Regions from separate parts of the Mus musculus genome. Here all the other regions are linked to region 2. A link is a contact called in public promoter capture Hi-C data. All regions are on one chromosome and are shown on one strand. The core of a region is the stretch at or near the end of the contact, and the rest is flanking DNA. Distances in the headings are between cores, read along the strand shown.

Region 1 (5,044 bases), core at 1,964-4,463, 730 kb after region 2:
TCCAATCAGCCGGGCTTAAAGAAAATAATCTGACCACTCATATGCACTCGAACACACGTGCACATAATAAAATGTCTTTTTTTTTTTAATCTAAGATAACATCCCTCCCAGGTTTGGAGTCCAGTATTCCCAAACACCCACTAGGCCACACTCACCCCTCCCCCACTCCAGCAGGCCCCAAGCAAAGGAGGGCAGGCTCTGGTTGGCCCAGCTCCAAGTTTTCAAAACTGCTTTCAGTTTCTCTTTACAGCAAGAAACCCTACCCCACCCAACTCCAACGGGCCAAAAGTTCTAAATCAGTATGACACTTCCTCCGTCTACTGGATCTACAGCTACTGAGTTCTCCAAGTCCCGTGCCCTACATCCCAAAAAGGCTCCACTGGAGTCCACTGTCACTGCGTTACTGCCTTTACCTTAGAATCTGAACACATACTCCAACAACTCCACAAAGACAGACCCCAGTGCCATAAACCTGGTACCTGGCTTAATGCCTAGCCCCAGTTAGAAATCCTCATAACATTAGCTAAATAAATCAGCAAATAAGACGGCACACTTTCAGGCTGGTGAGATGACTCAAGGAGCACACAGAAGAGATGAACACTCTCTGACACTCGCAGACAAACACCACACACACTAAACTTCATTTCAGAGTCTCTCAAAAGCAGGAAGAAAGAATAACAGGTTTTTCTTTCCTAGGAGATTGTCAGAAAATATGACCAAAAAAAAAAAAATTCTCAAGTTATACACTTGAAGTTTCAAATAATTGAATAATAATGAATAATTCAAAGTATTTGGGAAGGCCAGGGGAGGAGCATGGTGGTAGAACTGTAATCCTAGGCAGATAGGAGTTCAAGACCATCCTGGACTTCATAGGAAGACCTAGAGAAAGTTAAAAAGAATGCATGTGTACAACCACTGGAAAGTTTTCAGACAGGAGGCAGTATGGAGATGGGTATTGGTGATGGGGACTCAGGCTAATACTGAAAACTAAGTCAGGACTACATAGCTGGCTTTCTGAATGAGACTAGAGCAGCTGCAAAGGCCAAGCCTATTTATTAAGTCCTTGAACTTGCTCTGGGTTCTGTTGGCCACTCTCTCCCCGGCATGCTACACCAGAGGTCCTGTCTAAGGTGGATGGTAGGTCGGACTGGTAGGACTGTAAAACTAAGGAAGTCAATAGCTTTTGGAGTAGAGCCCCTCGCCTTTCCCATTTCTTAGAAACATACTTCCAATTTTTTTTTTTTGCACGCCTTAGTCTATACCACGTGACGTTAGTATTTCCCAGCTCCTCTGCAGAATTCAAAAGTAGTAATATACTTGCTTCGTGGAAAGTATTCTCAGTTGCCACTCACATCTCCTGGGGGGCTTTGTTGGAAATGTAACTCCTCAGACCCCACCCCAGACCTCCTGATTTTTGCTTTTAGCGATTCCAAAGCATATTTGTGTGCATAAGGCACCGCACTGGAGCCCTCTCAGGAAGGCACAGCAGGTGCTGTGACTGCATCGATAAACAGGAGGTGACCACAAGGAATGGGCAGGGCATGCTTGAGACCCCAAGGTCCTTAAAGCTCCAGAAAACACGACAACCAGAATGTCCCGGAAGGGAAGTCATCTACCAGGTTTATCCATCCTGGCTGTACAGTGGGGAGTAGGAATGAGAACCTGGATGCTGCGGATGCGACTCCTTTTACAGTAGTAAGCTGGAGCAGCAAGCAACACGGGAGGTGTGAGTGAGTGAGTGCCTGGTCCCAACCACAGGCCGCCCGGGCTGACAAGGCCAAGTCCCCGCCCACTTCTGCTGTCACCCAGTCAAAACAAAGCCGCAGTCTACAGTGCAGAGTCGCTCTCCCCTGCAGCCTGGAGATGCTGAGCCCCCTACAAGTGCTCTACAGCTGGATGCCCTGGGTGCCTAAAGTCCCCAAAGAGGGAGAATGGCAAGAAAGCTGTCTTCAAACTGAGCAGACGCGCTCGCCGCCTGGGCTGTCACCCTGCCAGACCCTGTTTACACCCTAAGCGGCCAGGATCCCGCTTTCGCTAAATAAATAATAACAATAATGACAGGGTTGTCGCCGCACGGCCGAGGCCGCCAGGCGCCAAAGGACAGGGGCTTGGGGCAGTGCCCACCTCCCACCCCGCGCTCCGCCCCTTCGCTCCCGTAGAGCGCCAGGATTCCAGGACACTTCTGGGTGCTCCACAACCCAGCTCCTCCTAGCGGGGCTCAGTGGGGAGGGCGAGCGCGGGGAGACACACGCTAAGATGCCCCCAACCCCAAAAAAGCTGCTTCCCAACCCCGACAGATCTGCCACACCAAGCACAGTTACACTCCCTGTGAAAGGACTCCCGCGAGCTCCTACAGAGCAGAAAAAGCCCCAGTGCCGAGCGCTCCGAAGCCAAGACTCATCCTTCCCAGAAGAGGGACACCGGCAGATCTAGAAGACCCCCTACCCCTGTCCCAGTGAGATGCTGTGCAAGCCGCAGCGGCAGAGCGCGCGCACAGAACGCAGCACTTCCGCGGTGCCGGCGGGAAGCTGGGAGTGGGTGGGGGAGGGGAGGGGGGGTCCGAGCCCGCCCGTGACCCCGCGATTGTGCTCATCCCAGCGGGTACCTTGCAGGCGGAGTACACGCCGAGTTTCTCCAGCTTCTTCGCCCGCGGAGCAGAGCGCAACTGCGCCTTCTTCACGGCGATCCGGGCCGAGCCGCCTCCTCCCGGTCCCTCGGCCGTGCCCGCCGCGGCCACCGCGGTCGCTGGCCCGCAGGAAGCAGAGCTCCCGGCAGCGGTGGCCAGGGTCCGGGGGGAACCGTGCGGGGGCGCGGGAGGCAGTGCTGGGGACCCGGCCCCGCCAGCCTCGGCCATGCCGCCCCGACTGTCACCCGCAGCTGCCAGGGTCCCCGCGGGCGCTGGTGGCGGAGCCGAGACCCTCCCCCCCCCCCGGCCGCCGCCCTGCGCCCTCCCCGCCCCCGCCGCACTCGGCCGCCAGCGATCGCAGGCCCCCGCGCCTCCCCAGGCGGCTAGGACGCTAGCGGGCCCGAGCGCCTTGGCCGCGCTCTGCTCCCCTGGGCCTCCGGCATGCTGCTGCGAGCGTAGCCGCCCGCCGGGAGCGCCAGGGCCCGTAGGTGACCGGCGACCCGCGAGACCGGGCCGCTGCAGCCCAGGCACCTGCCGCCCTGCGCTGCTGGCGTCCCTGGGCCTGACACCCTCCCGCGCCGAGACCCAACTTCCTCCACCCTAGCGGGAGCCAGAGGAAAAAAAAATGTTTTCCAGAAGTACCCGTCAGCGGCCAATCCTCCTCTTTGTTGCTAATTCACCAAAATCATGGCGTGAAGGGTTCCTTTTTTTTTTTTTTTTTTTTTTGACTTTGAGTTAAACTTTTTTTTTTTAAACAATTCTTCCCCATCGTCTTCTCCTGGTAGTTTCTGAACCGAATATGACCAGAGAGGGAGGGAGATGACTCAATGGTGTGTGTGTGTGGTGTGTGTGTGTGTGTGTGTGTGTGTGTGTGTGTGTGTATCACATAATACTTGTTCGTTTGAGAACATTACATGTCGGCGAAATGAAAACTAAACGCATGGAAAAAGTTTGAAATTAGTCCGCCTACGGGGTTCACTCGAGGTTGGCTACTTTCAGCTGCTAGTGTGTCTATTGTTTTCAAGTTAACCAGAAAGACAGCGTCCAGGAAAGTGATTCCGATTTTGACTTAAACTTCAAAATCAAAACTATTGTCCCTGGCTCTGATGGTAGGAAGAGATTGTTTCATTTTTTCACATGGGTCAACCTTCCTAAAGCGATTTGAATAGCCCTGCATTGCCGGTCAGCACCGTTGGCAAGTGCCCTAATTCTGCGGAGCAAGCATAGTCACAATGTGGGACAATGGTCGTAATGAATTTGTGATTGGTTGTCTAGCAAGCTTGGTAGCTCCTGCTGAACTCCAGCCATATGGGATGGGCTTTCCCTTGCAAATACTCTTACCAGTCATGCTTAAAGTTGCATTTTATGTCTCAAGATGTGTTTCGCCAGATTCTGTGTCCTTTTAACGCAGAGTAATGCAATGCCAAGAGAGAAAGAAGTCTCTTCTCAAAGGAGTGACACCTGCTGTGAAACTGCAGCCTTACTAGGCTACATCTAACTGAAGTCCTTACCTAGGCTTGACCTTAGCCTAGTGTGGAAGCTCAATAGAGTAAGACTCTTGCCTCAAAAATTAATTAAATTAATTAAAAAACAGGCCAGGAGCGGTGGTCTTCACCTTTGACCCCAGAACTGCAGAAGCAGAGACTGGCCAGGCTCTGTGAGTTTGAGGAATTCTGGTCTACTGTTAGGAGTTCCAGGTCAGCTAGGGCTACACAGTGAAACCTTGTATATAAAGAAACAAGGAAAAAAAAAAAAAAAGAACTCAGCATGTCTTTAATCCTGGCATTTGGGAGGCAGAGGCAAGTGGATTTCTGAGTTCGAGGTCAGCCTGGTCTACAAAGTGAGTTGCAGGACAGCCAGGGCTACACAGAGAAATCCTGTCTGGGGAAAAAAAAAAAAAAAAAAAAAAAAAAAAGCTCAGGGGTTTTTTGTTTTGTTTTGTTGGGGGTGGGAGGGCTCAAGACAGGGTTTCTCTGTGTAGCCCTGGCTGTCCTGCAACTCACTTTGTAGACCAGGCTGGCCTCGAACTCAGAAATCCTCCTGCCTCTGCCTCCCGAAAAAGCTCAGGTTTTACATCACTGTCCTCTGGTTGTTTGTTCTTCAAGTTTCTACAATAATGTCATTAAAACATTACTTACTGGGGAAATCCAGGTTCTCTTATATGTTCTTAGTGTCCTTTATCTAAGAATTTTTAAGTGGATTCAGAAGGAAGATTGAGGCCCATTGTATTATAGTGAACTGTAAATTCTGGCAGCTGCCCAAAGGTAAACAGAAGGAAGAGAAAAACTGGCTCATTTTTAGAGTGCAGAAAGTAAGCCTGTTCTGCACTTGGAGCCTAGGTGGGGTGTAAGTAGCTGTACAAAAGGGTGGTTTGGAGATGTATATAACCTTCAGAGAAAAGTGGAGAATGCCCCGAGG
Region 2 (5,002 bases), core at 636-3,135:
ACCTTTGTCTGATATTCCTTTTGTTTTCCTGTTAAGGATAAAAAGTTGTTTAGGGTAGGGCATTATATATCATTTTCTACATATATTCTCGGTTCTTAGAACACTGTTTGGAATATAAAAAGTAATAGGAGATGTGTACTAACGAAATAAATGATTTGTAATGCAAACTTGCTTTCCAGCTCCTAAATCCGAAATTCAGCTCCCACTGACATATATTCTGTGGCTCCAAGTATAAGCATATACTCTCAGGAAAGTAGAAAGGGATGTTATAGTGAAGATAAAAGACAAACATGCATCACAAAGAGGATGCTAGATCAGAAACGCATGTGCGGCATCATTGTCTGGTCAGACAATGGTACTCACAGGACTTGGCAGATGAGGACATGTCTGCCAAAAGCCAGACTCAATACATCAGTAGTTGTCATTTTCAACTGGTGCTCTTTATCATGAAGGACAGTTTCTTTGCCAGTTTTCTTTTAAGCCACTTTCAAGGTCACTGTCACTACTGAGATCTGGGAGTTGGTCTAGATCCTGGTATTCCTGGCTTCTCAAAATTAATTAGTTTCCCTAGCCCCACCTCTCCCAGAGTGCCAGCCCTGGCTGCACTCCGGATTCTCACCCCTAAGCCCTAGTGATGTTCTGTGAGGACAGCCATCTCTCCTGTCTCTCTGTGCTTGAGTCACACTCTCTGACCTTAGCCCCATAAACTGGCACACTGTCTGAGACACTGCATTCCTGATCCCTGCCCTACTGCAACTGAAATATCTGTGTCATCACCTTAAGGAATATTCCAGAAGGAAAAAAATGTGTATTAATCTGTGGCCTAAGTTCAAAATCAGAAGTTAATTAGAATCAAAAGTAAAAGAAATCCCACCTAAAACACTGAGTGGTTAAATGAATTTCATGTCTGTCTTCTGTTAGTTTCTGTCTGAGCTCAAATAGGGTCTGTTCCATAGATAGATAGATAGATAGATAGATAGATAGATAGATAGATAGATAGATAGATAGATAGCAATTAGCTGGTTACAAACCTTCATTATGACAACTATCCACATAGGCCTCTGCCCTGTCCAGTAACAGGGGAAGTTACTGTTCACACAGAGAACAAAGGAATGGGGAATACAGTTAAAAGAGCCTCTATAAATCCAGTCTAAGATGGGAGCTAGTCTGCAGGTTAGCCTAGAGAGGTGGATAGCAGCTGAGTATGGACTTCACCTCGTTAGCTGTCAGATGCACTGTTTCACTGTTTAATAGACTGGCTCAGTAGATGTAGAAAGAAGTGAGAAAGTGGGCACAAAGCTGAGACTTTATGGCTTTCAATCTTTTCTTTTTCCTCACACCCATTCCATAACACCTCTCCCTGAAACACATTTAAAAGGTTGCAGAAGCAGCCCCCTCTACAATATATTCAACTGTTATAAGATAAAGCCCTTTAAAGACAGGTACAACAGATACATAAGTAATCCTGTCACAGAATACTAGATATGTAGTATGCTAGAAATGTAGTGCTAGATATATATGCATGCAAAAGATCTAAACCTGTTTGAAGTGATAGACTGAGTGCTTTTATAAGCTAGAGTGCTTGGCTTAGCTAGTAGGATGTTTCCTGTGGCTTACACACCAACTTTATTTTAAAGAACTGTGCACCTGTGAGAAAGTTTCATGGTGACCCCAGTTTTAAGTGAAGGGAATATGAATATAAAGCAAAGAGAAATAGGCTGACTAGTCTAAACCTTCCTAACATGTTTCTACAAAAAAACTAGCCAAGAAGGGCTTGAAAGCAACCCCTCTCTGAGGCCAACCAGAGACAGAGACAAGGCCCTTAACTGAGCTTGCATGTGGACACCTCAAGGCGGGGTTTGGAAGCTTCCAGTCTGCATCTGCAAGTGAAATCCTCCAAGTCCATTGCTGTCTTTTGCAACCCAGAAAGATAAAGTGGGCAGGTAGGCTGGGAAATGACCTTTAGTCTGGAGTCCTCCATTCTAGGGTAGCAGACGACTTGACTTGGGATGGGAACATGAACTTGGGCAAGTGCTGGATCTGAGCTTGGCTGTTCCCTCGCACCCCGGGCCACACCAGGGCACAGTCCGCAACTCACGCCCAGCACCACTTTGTTCTGACGTCCTTCTCCAGAGCTCTGACGATCGCCCCCGCCTTCCGCCCTTATAAAGAGACTTTTTCCAATACCCAGATCGATCGCTTCACCCCCTCGGAGTCCTCATCGGGCTCCTTGCCGGAGCCCCCTCCACTCACCTCGAGCCTCCCTCCCTCCGTGTCCCTCACAGCCCGGGGCTCAAGGGGCTCCTGGACCCCTAAAGCAGCTCCGGGTGACGCAAAGGTAAGAGCCCTACGGGAACAAGAGCTAGGGCCACACCCTCGGGGCCGCCCGGGAAGGATCGACTCTGCCTGCTGGGGATGTCCCCTCCGCTCAGTTAAGAAGCACTTGTGGCTCTAGGGGTGCTAGCGACTGTAGGAGTCTGGATTCAGGAGATCCAGAGCTCAGAGGCAAAGGGGAGCAGGGCGCGGGGGAGTTTGGGCGGAGGGGAAATTTGGTGGCTCTGGGCTCACAAAGGCGGAGCCCACCCGGTCCGGGGCGCTCCAGAACATCCCGGAGGTGAGTGCTTGCAGCCAGAACCCGCTTGCAAAGCTCAGACCCCCTCCCACAAAAACTTACGCCTGTGAACTGGGGTGAAGGAAATAGCACTGGTTTGTTCAGTATAAGAGAACAGGAATTCCGTAAGATCAAGCTTTATTTTAAAAGTTGACATCAGTCCTCTTCGTTCGCGTTTTCGTATCTGTGACTGTGGTTTATATATTGCCTTATTTTAAAATCCTCTTCTGTAGAGACCGGGATGATGAGGCGCGGGGTGGGGGTGGGGGTAGGAGTGAGGGTGGGGTGGGGGTGGGGGTGGGGTGGACATGATATGAACTAAGGACAAAGGAAGATTGAGAGATTGAGAGGGTCCTTCTTTTAAACAAGGAAAACATACTTAGTTGTCACAGTAAATTGATTTTAAAAAGGATTTTCCTAGTTTGTTTGTTTGTTTTTGGGGGGGGGGCGTTGTTTTTGTTTTAGTGTTTTTGGAGGGGGTATTCTGGCCAGATATTTTATATTGAGTTACTTTTGGACCTGTTTCCTGAGGTCTGAAAGGATAAGTAAAGAATGAAGAATGAACAGAGAGAGAGAGAGAAAGAGAGAAAGAGAGAAAGAAAGAGAGAGAGAGAGAGAGAGAGAGAGAGAGAGAGAGAGGAGAGGGGAGGGGAGGAGGAAAGGGGGGAAGAGAGAGAGGGAGGGGGAGGGGGGAGACTTTCTTGGAGTATTCCTTTAGGCTACACTTAAATTAGTAAACAATTATTAAATATTGACTTAGTTTGAAAGGGCAAATATATAGGCATAATCGCTGCAAACAATCTAAAGAACTGAGGTGTAATACAAAACAGACTTAACTTGAAGGAATTTATAAAATACAAAAAAAATTATTTTTATTGGATTTATGCTCACTCCTTTTTTTGTTTGTTTCTTCGAATGCAAAGCATTAACTTGTTAAGCAGAAACAGAGCAGTGAACTGGACACTTGTTGGCCATGATTAGTATTATGGGATTTCAATGCAAGCTTTTTCAAAGAAGAAAAAAAAAAAAGATGTCTGGATCCAGCTGCTTCGTTTTGGCAGCCTGTGTAAGCATAGTGCGTGGCTGCTTAATAATACATTGCTGTATTTTCTACAGAAGATTTGATGAAGTAGCCCTCTGTGGAAGGATCTGCACTGTACCCTAAATAAAAATGTCTTTCCACGTAGAAGGACTGGTAGCTATTATCCTCTTCTACCTCCTTATATTTCTGGTTGGAATATGGGCTGCATGGAAAACCAAAAACAGCGGCAACCCAGAAGAGCGCAGTGAAGCCATCATAGTCGGGGGCCGTGACATTGGTTTGTTGGTTGGTGGTTTTACCATGACAGGTAGGTTTCTCTGTATTCCCTTCCCAGGCTGGTTTCTACTCAAAGGGAGAAATCACACATTGCCTTTGTCCTTTGGAGCTCTTTCAGTCCACAACTTATATTTTAAAGTGGCTTCATATTTAATTTAAAACAAAATGAACATGTTTTAATTTCAGTAATTCTAGACAAAAACAATTTTACAATAAATCACTGAACTTAATATTAGGGAAGCAACGTGGTCTCTCTTGACGGGCTAGTGGATAGGAATGGTAAAAACAAAGGAGTGGAGATGAGAATCGATGAAACAATGTGATGGCGTCTCAATGTGTCTATTTGGGGTTGTGACTGAGCTCTCTGAAATGACAAGTGAATACTACCTGGTTGTAGTTTTTTGCCTAAATAGATAATTTTGAAGGCAGTAGAATTCTAATCTAATTATTCCTGTTAGAAGCTTACTTTTCTCATTTAATACCTATTTTCCTTAAAGGAAACAATCTACAACAATAAAAGTAAGTTTTTCAGGATCCTTGGTATAAAAGGGAAAAAGTCAAGGTGTGTCCTCAAAGGAATTCACAGGCCATCATCTGCATCTCTCTTCCTTTATAATCTTCTTTTTGTTAGGAGCAGCCCTTGTTTGTTCTACCTTTGGTCTCAGAGTGATTTCTGCTGTTTTTCATTTTTGTCTTGGTCTCCAAAACTAATTCTGAAAACAATATAAAATTGTGTCTTATAAATGGTTGGTAACACTTTGACTAACAACACATTAGATCTGAACCTTCCTTAGTGGTTTTAATACTAGCAACATGATACGTTCTTGCTGGAACTCTTGATGTCTCATTAGAAAAATGTCTAACTAGAAACCAAATCCAAATGAAATATCAGTGTCTGTGCAAACCTTTTATCGAAAGACAATTGACGTTGTGTGTTAGCTAGGGACTTTACTCTCCTATGAAGACGGTCTTTCTCTTCTGAACATTTTGGTCATCTGAGATCTACAGTATCCTATATGGACTGCAGATTTTTTTAATCTCTCAAGTATTCGAATTGTAAGTTCAGATATATA
Region 3 (4,411 bases), core at 946-3,445, 820 kb after region 2:
AGCTGAGACAGAAGCATGCCAGTCAGAAATATTTAGCAAGGCTTGTCTCAAAACAACAGACACAGTGGGCCAAGATTTTAATTCTAGCACTCCAGGGCCAGAAAAAGGTGGATGAATGGCTGTGTGTTCCAAGTTAGCCTGGCCTGCAAAGCATGTTTCAAGTCACCCAGAACTATACTGTGAGAGCTTGTCAAAAGTAATTAAGCAAAATTCCCATTTCTCCCCAATCCATAAAACAAACCAGATTCTGAAGTCTAGTCTCAGCTATGTCAATCTAAGTTTTAATTTTCAAATTTTCTATATTCATTATACCCTAACATTGCACAGCAACTGTTAAGAATTAAATAAGACAACATATCTAGTCTCTGATACAGTGCTTACTAAGTACACAGTGTTTGAAACTGGCAATTAAAATGGCCTCTTGGTGAATTAGTTAATTAATTAATGCTTGTAGATCAATAGACTTCATACAGACTGAAAAAGGCACCAACATACCTTCAGCTTAAATGTTTCTCAATTGTTCCTTACCTATAAAACAGTAAATGACTTATCCAGGACAAAACTTGTTCTGTATTCCTATGGTACTTCCAAAATCTCAGGGAAAACATCGATTCTCACAGAAAATACAAACAAAATTTTGTACTTAGTTTTTAAAAACTGTTTCCTGCCCCACATCCCGATCACATTTTTGAGGGACAGGGACTTGTCGCCTAGGCAAGCACAGGATAGGTTACGGATGGCCTGGACTCCTGATCCTACCTACCTCAGCTTCCAGAGTGCTGGGATGACAGGCGGGGTGCCTTCACAGTCAGTGTCTTTTAAAGTGCAAAGCTACTAAATCTTTTACTTCCAAAGACCTCAAACGGAAATAAGCCCAAGTATAAACCTACACAGGTTGAACATGGTATTAATGTTAAGTGCGAGGGCTGGGGGTGTTCAGTGAAGCTACTGCTCAGTGCACAGAGGTTCTGCACTTATAACTTGTACTTTTATTCCGTCAAAGAAAACTTTTGCATAATATGCATCTCCAATCTTTAAAATAGTTTTTTTATACAGTTAGGAAGTCTTTGATTAAAAAAATTGCACTGAGCCCTTAAATTGTGCCAGGCACTGTTGTGCTGCCTACTTTGTTCACAACCCCACGGGTTCAAATTTTACATTAAGAACGATTCTGGGCAGACCTCAATATTCTGGAAGATGTAACAGTTTTTTTTTTTTTAATTAGTTACGTGCAAGGCAACTGATTCAGAACTTTAAATCCATTTCGGCGAGGCAAAAACTAATATGCCAAGAGTGACAGTCAAAGCTTTAAACTTCTGGAGGCGTTAGGATGTTAACCTGCTCGCACCTTGGCCCGGGCTTCCCACCTCCCACGGAAGGGACCAGAGGATCCCACTACTCGCACAGCCCGGCCAAGCCGGTCAGAGGTAGGCGGAGCTCCCCAATCCCCACCTGCTGGAGGCCTGGGTTCCTGTCTGGAAGAAGCCGAGAAATCAAACCGGGGTGCCGGGGCCAGGAGCTCCGCTGGGCCTGGTGGGCGCGCTCCTGAGCCACCCCCGTCACCCCGGATGCGATCCGGCTCAGTAGCCGGGACAGAGCCCCAAAGACCGGGCTGGAGACCGCCAGGGCCCCAGGCTCTTCCCACGGCGCCATCTTGTGAAGGGAAGAGGGTGCCACCCGCCGCTCCCTCAGAGGATTCCCCACGTCCCAGGCCCCGAAGCTGCTAGAAGAATGAGTCACTAAGCGCTGAGGGCCCGCGGCGGCTTGGAGGCCCCAAGCCCGGCCCGGGACCACAGGGACCCGCCCCGACGGCGGCTTACCTGGGCCGCGTCTCCCGGCAGCGAGGCCACGCACGGCCCGGCCCGGCCCGGAGATCGGATGCGCCGCGGCTGCAGCGGCGGCGTCGCCTGCTCGCTCCTTCTTCTCACCCTGGCCGGCGCGGGACTCTGAGCGCCGCCCGCCGTGCCGCCGCCCCTGCCGGGCTGCGTCTCCGCCTCTCCGTTCCGCCTTCCTTTCTCCTCCTCCTCCAGAGTCGCCGCGCTCGAGTTCCGAGGACTTCTTCCTCGTCGTCGTCGTTCTCCTCCTCCTCCTCCCTCGGTCTCCTCCCCTCAGACCGCCCCGGCTCCTCACGAACCAAAACACAAACACTCGGGCTCCAGCGCAGGAACTGCTTCCGCCGGCTCCGCCACGTAGCCGCACGCAGCGAAGAACGCCGTGACGTCATTTCCGCCGCTGCCCCTCCCAGGAGGCCGGCAGCGGCTTCCTAAGGGGGCGGGGCCGAAGTCACGTGACATCCCCGGGTGCGCTAAGGGAGAATAGTTCGGCCCTCTCTAACGCCTCCTTGATCTGAACCGACATCTTTGGGCTCCGGCTGCAAGGCGAGGCAGGAGCGTCAGGAATGAAGAGGGGGGCGTGGGGTTGCGTCACGTGTCTTCTCCAATTCCCTGGGGCCAGACCTACTCACTTCCTTGCTCTGCCTTCCTCCTCCCCGGGGCTCCACCCTCAGTACCACCATTGTTATCTGGGTGGCGGCGCTCTAAGCCGGCGGGTTGGGAACCCGAGAGGCGTGGGCCAGACCTGCGTTTTATGGGTCTCATCGGAGCTGACAGGGTCCCCACTGCCATTGTCAGCCTGGGTTGTCTTCCCATTGCGGCGATTTTCGGTCTGATGGTTCACTCACAGGCCTCTCACACCACTTCAGCAGCTCAGTAAAGGGGTTTAGGCGAGCGAGGGCTCCTGTGGCTCTGGAAATGCCCTGCTTTTCCGAGAATGGGCGTGTCTGTGATCTCGGAGAGAATTAAGACCCTTAAATTCAAAAGCTGCCTTTAGACAGCAAACCTCAAAAGAATAACTTGCTTTTATTGAGAGTTTACCTGTGTGTGTGGTTTTTTGTTTTGTTTTGTTTGTTTTTTGAGTGAAAAGGAGGAAATCCTAATAATTAGCGTTTATTTGGAATTCCCCATTGAACTAAGTAGTAAACATTTTGGAGTGATCTCTCTCTCTCTCTCTCTCTCTCTCTCTCTCTCTCTCACACACACACACACACCCATTGATAAGCACAGTTGATAAGCACACAGAGTCCTGGCATGTTTGTGGAATGAATGAGGGAGGCAAATAATTTGGCCACGATCACAGGTTAGATATAGTCTAGCCTGCAGCCGGCTCCATAACACTAGTTCTTAAGATTCCAATGAACAGCAGCCCAAGATGTTTATGGCTGCCCACAGCACACCTATTTAAGACGTTCCCTTGATCCGCATAGGTCCAAATACTCCACTCCCCTAAATTCTGGCACTGGTTTCTATCAAAAGAGTCATTCCTTGTCTCTGTCAGAAAGGTTCTGTGGTGCCTATTAGCATACCAAAACACAAGGCTAGCCTTCTGATTTACTCAGTACCTGTGGCTCTTCTCACCCCACTTCCTACCCTAAACTTCTCCAAGTCATGAGCTTCCCTCTTCTAGTTTCTCATTCCCATGTAACCCTACTATTTGACTCTCTCTCTCTCTCTCTCTCTCTCTCTCTCTCTCTCTCTCTCTCTCCCTCCCTCTCCCTCTCCCTCTCTCCTTCCCGCTCCCCTCTCCTGTGGCCTCCTTTGCTCCTTTGTCTTCCTGTCTCACTACCCCATCCCACCCCATGGCCATGTCCAGTCTACACTTTTCTCTCCCAGCTCTGGATTTTTCCAGATGCCTCTGGCTGTACTTTCCCTCATACCTACAACAAAACCCTTCCTTCCCTTCAAACAAGCATGCCTTTGAGTAGTCGTGGCCTCAGTTTATACATCTGGCACTACAAACTTCCTTTATACACAAACCACACGGACATGAATGCTTTGATCAAATCCACCCTTCCAATTTCCTTTCCCCCAAATACTCTCATATTCCACCATGACTTTTCCTCCTTAACTTCAAGTACTCTTTCTTTAAAATCATTTTTAAATTTGATTTTATGTTTATGAATGTTTTCTTGAATATATGTCTCTATACCATATGGCTCTCAGAAGAGGATGTCCTGCCCTCTTAGGTAGTAGTATCCTTTATTTACCTGAAGTAATTGCTGTCTCTGCATACTGCCACAGTCGGCTAATCTAGGACTGGTCCTGGAAGTTTCTAGCCTCTGTACAATCTAATCTAGGCCTAGAATGCCTTCAAGCTCCGAGGTTCCAGCTCAAACTCCTCTTCAAGCTAATTCAACCTGGCTTCTCACTCGGCCTTTGACTTTTTGCTCTGCTTGGCCTCAAACTAATTCAGGCGGTATGTTCTAATCTTCTGGCTCCTCATTTTCTGGTGGGTTCTGTCTTACCTGTGTCTAGCTTGCTCTCTCTTCAGTCTTTCTCTCTAAAGCTTTCCCAGTACAACTGCCTCCTTTCTCTCCGCACTGCCCATCCCAAGTAGCTTCTCTTTCTTTTCATGA

Evidence for each region. Promoter capture Hi-C pulls out the DNA fragments that hold promoters and counts their contacts.
Region 1: a contact with region 2 is called in a promoter capture Hi-C map of the 3T3-L1 cell line, with 3 times the contacts expected there. The contact joins the promoter of Kat2b here to the promoter of Slc5a7 in region 2. A contact is called at or near these places in 2 of 39 promoter capture datasets (both in the 3T3-L1 cell line).
Region 3: a contact with region 2 is called in a promoter capture Hi-C map of 3T3-L1-derived adipocytes, with 4 times the contacts expected there. The contact joins the promoter of Rab5a here to the promoter of Slc5a7 in region 2. A contact is called at or near these places in 3 of 39 promoter capture datasets (the 3T3-L1 cell line and 3T3-L1-derived adipocytes) and 1 of 115 datasets of contacts at active chromatin or transcription factors (epiblast stem cells).

Annotation. Positions count from the first base shown.
Region 1 is chr17:53,565,140-53,570,183 of GRCm38.p6, reverse strand. It overlaps Kat2b (K(lysine) acetyltransferase 2B), which reads right to left and starts at 3,213. Exons shown (of 18, transcript NM_020005.4): 1 at 2,606-3,213. The coding sequence starts at 2,854.
Region 2 is chr17:54,295,917-54,300,918 of GRCm38.p6, reverse strand. It overlaps Slc5a7 (solute carrier family 5 (choline transporter), member 7), which reads left to right and starts at 1,885. Exons shown (of 9, transcript NM_022025.4): 1 at 1,885-2,338; 2 at 3,728-3,960. The coding sequence starts at 3,783.
Region 3 is chr17:53,477,018-53,481,428 of GRCm38.p6, reverse strand. It overlaps Rab5a (RAB5A, member RAS oncogene family), which reads right to left and starts at 2,195. Exons shown (of 6, transcript NM_025887.4): 1 at 1,821-2,195.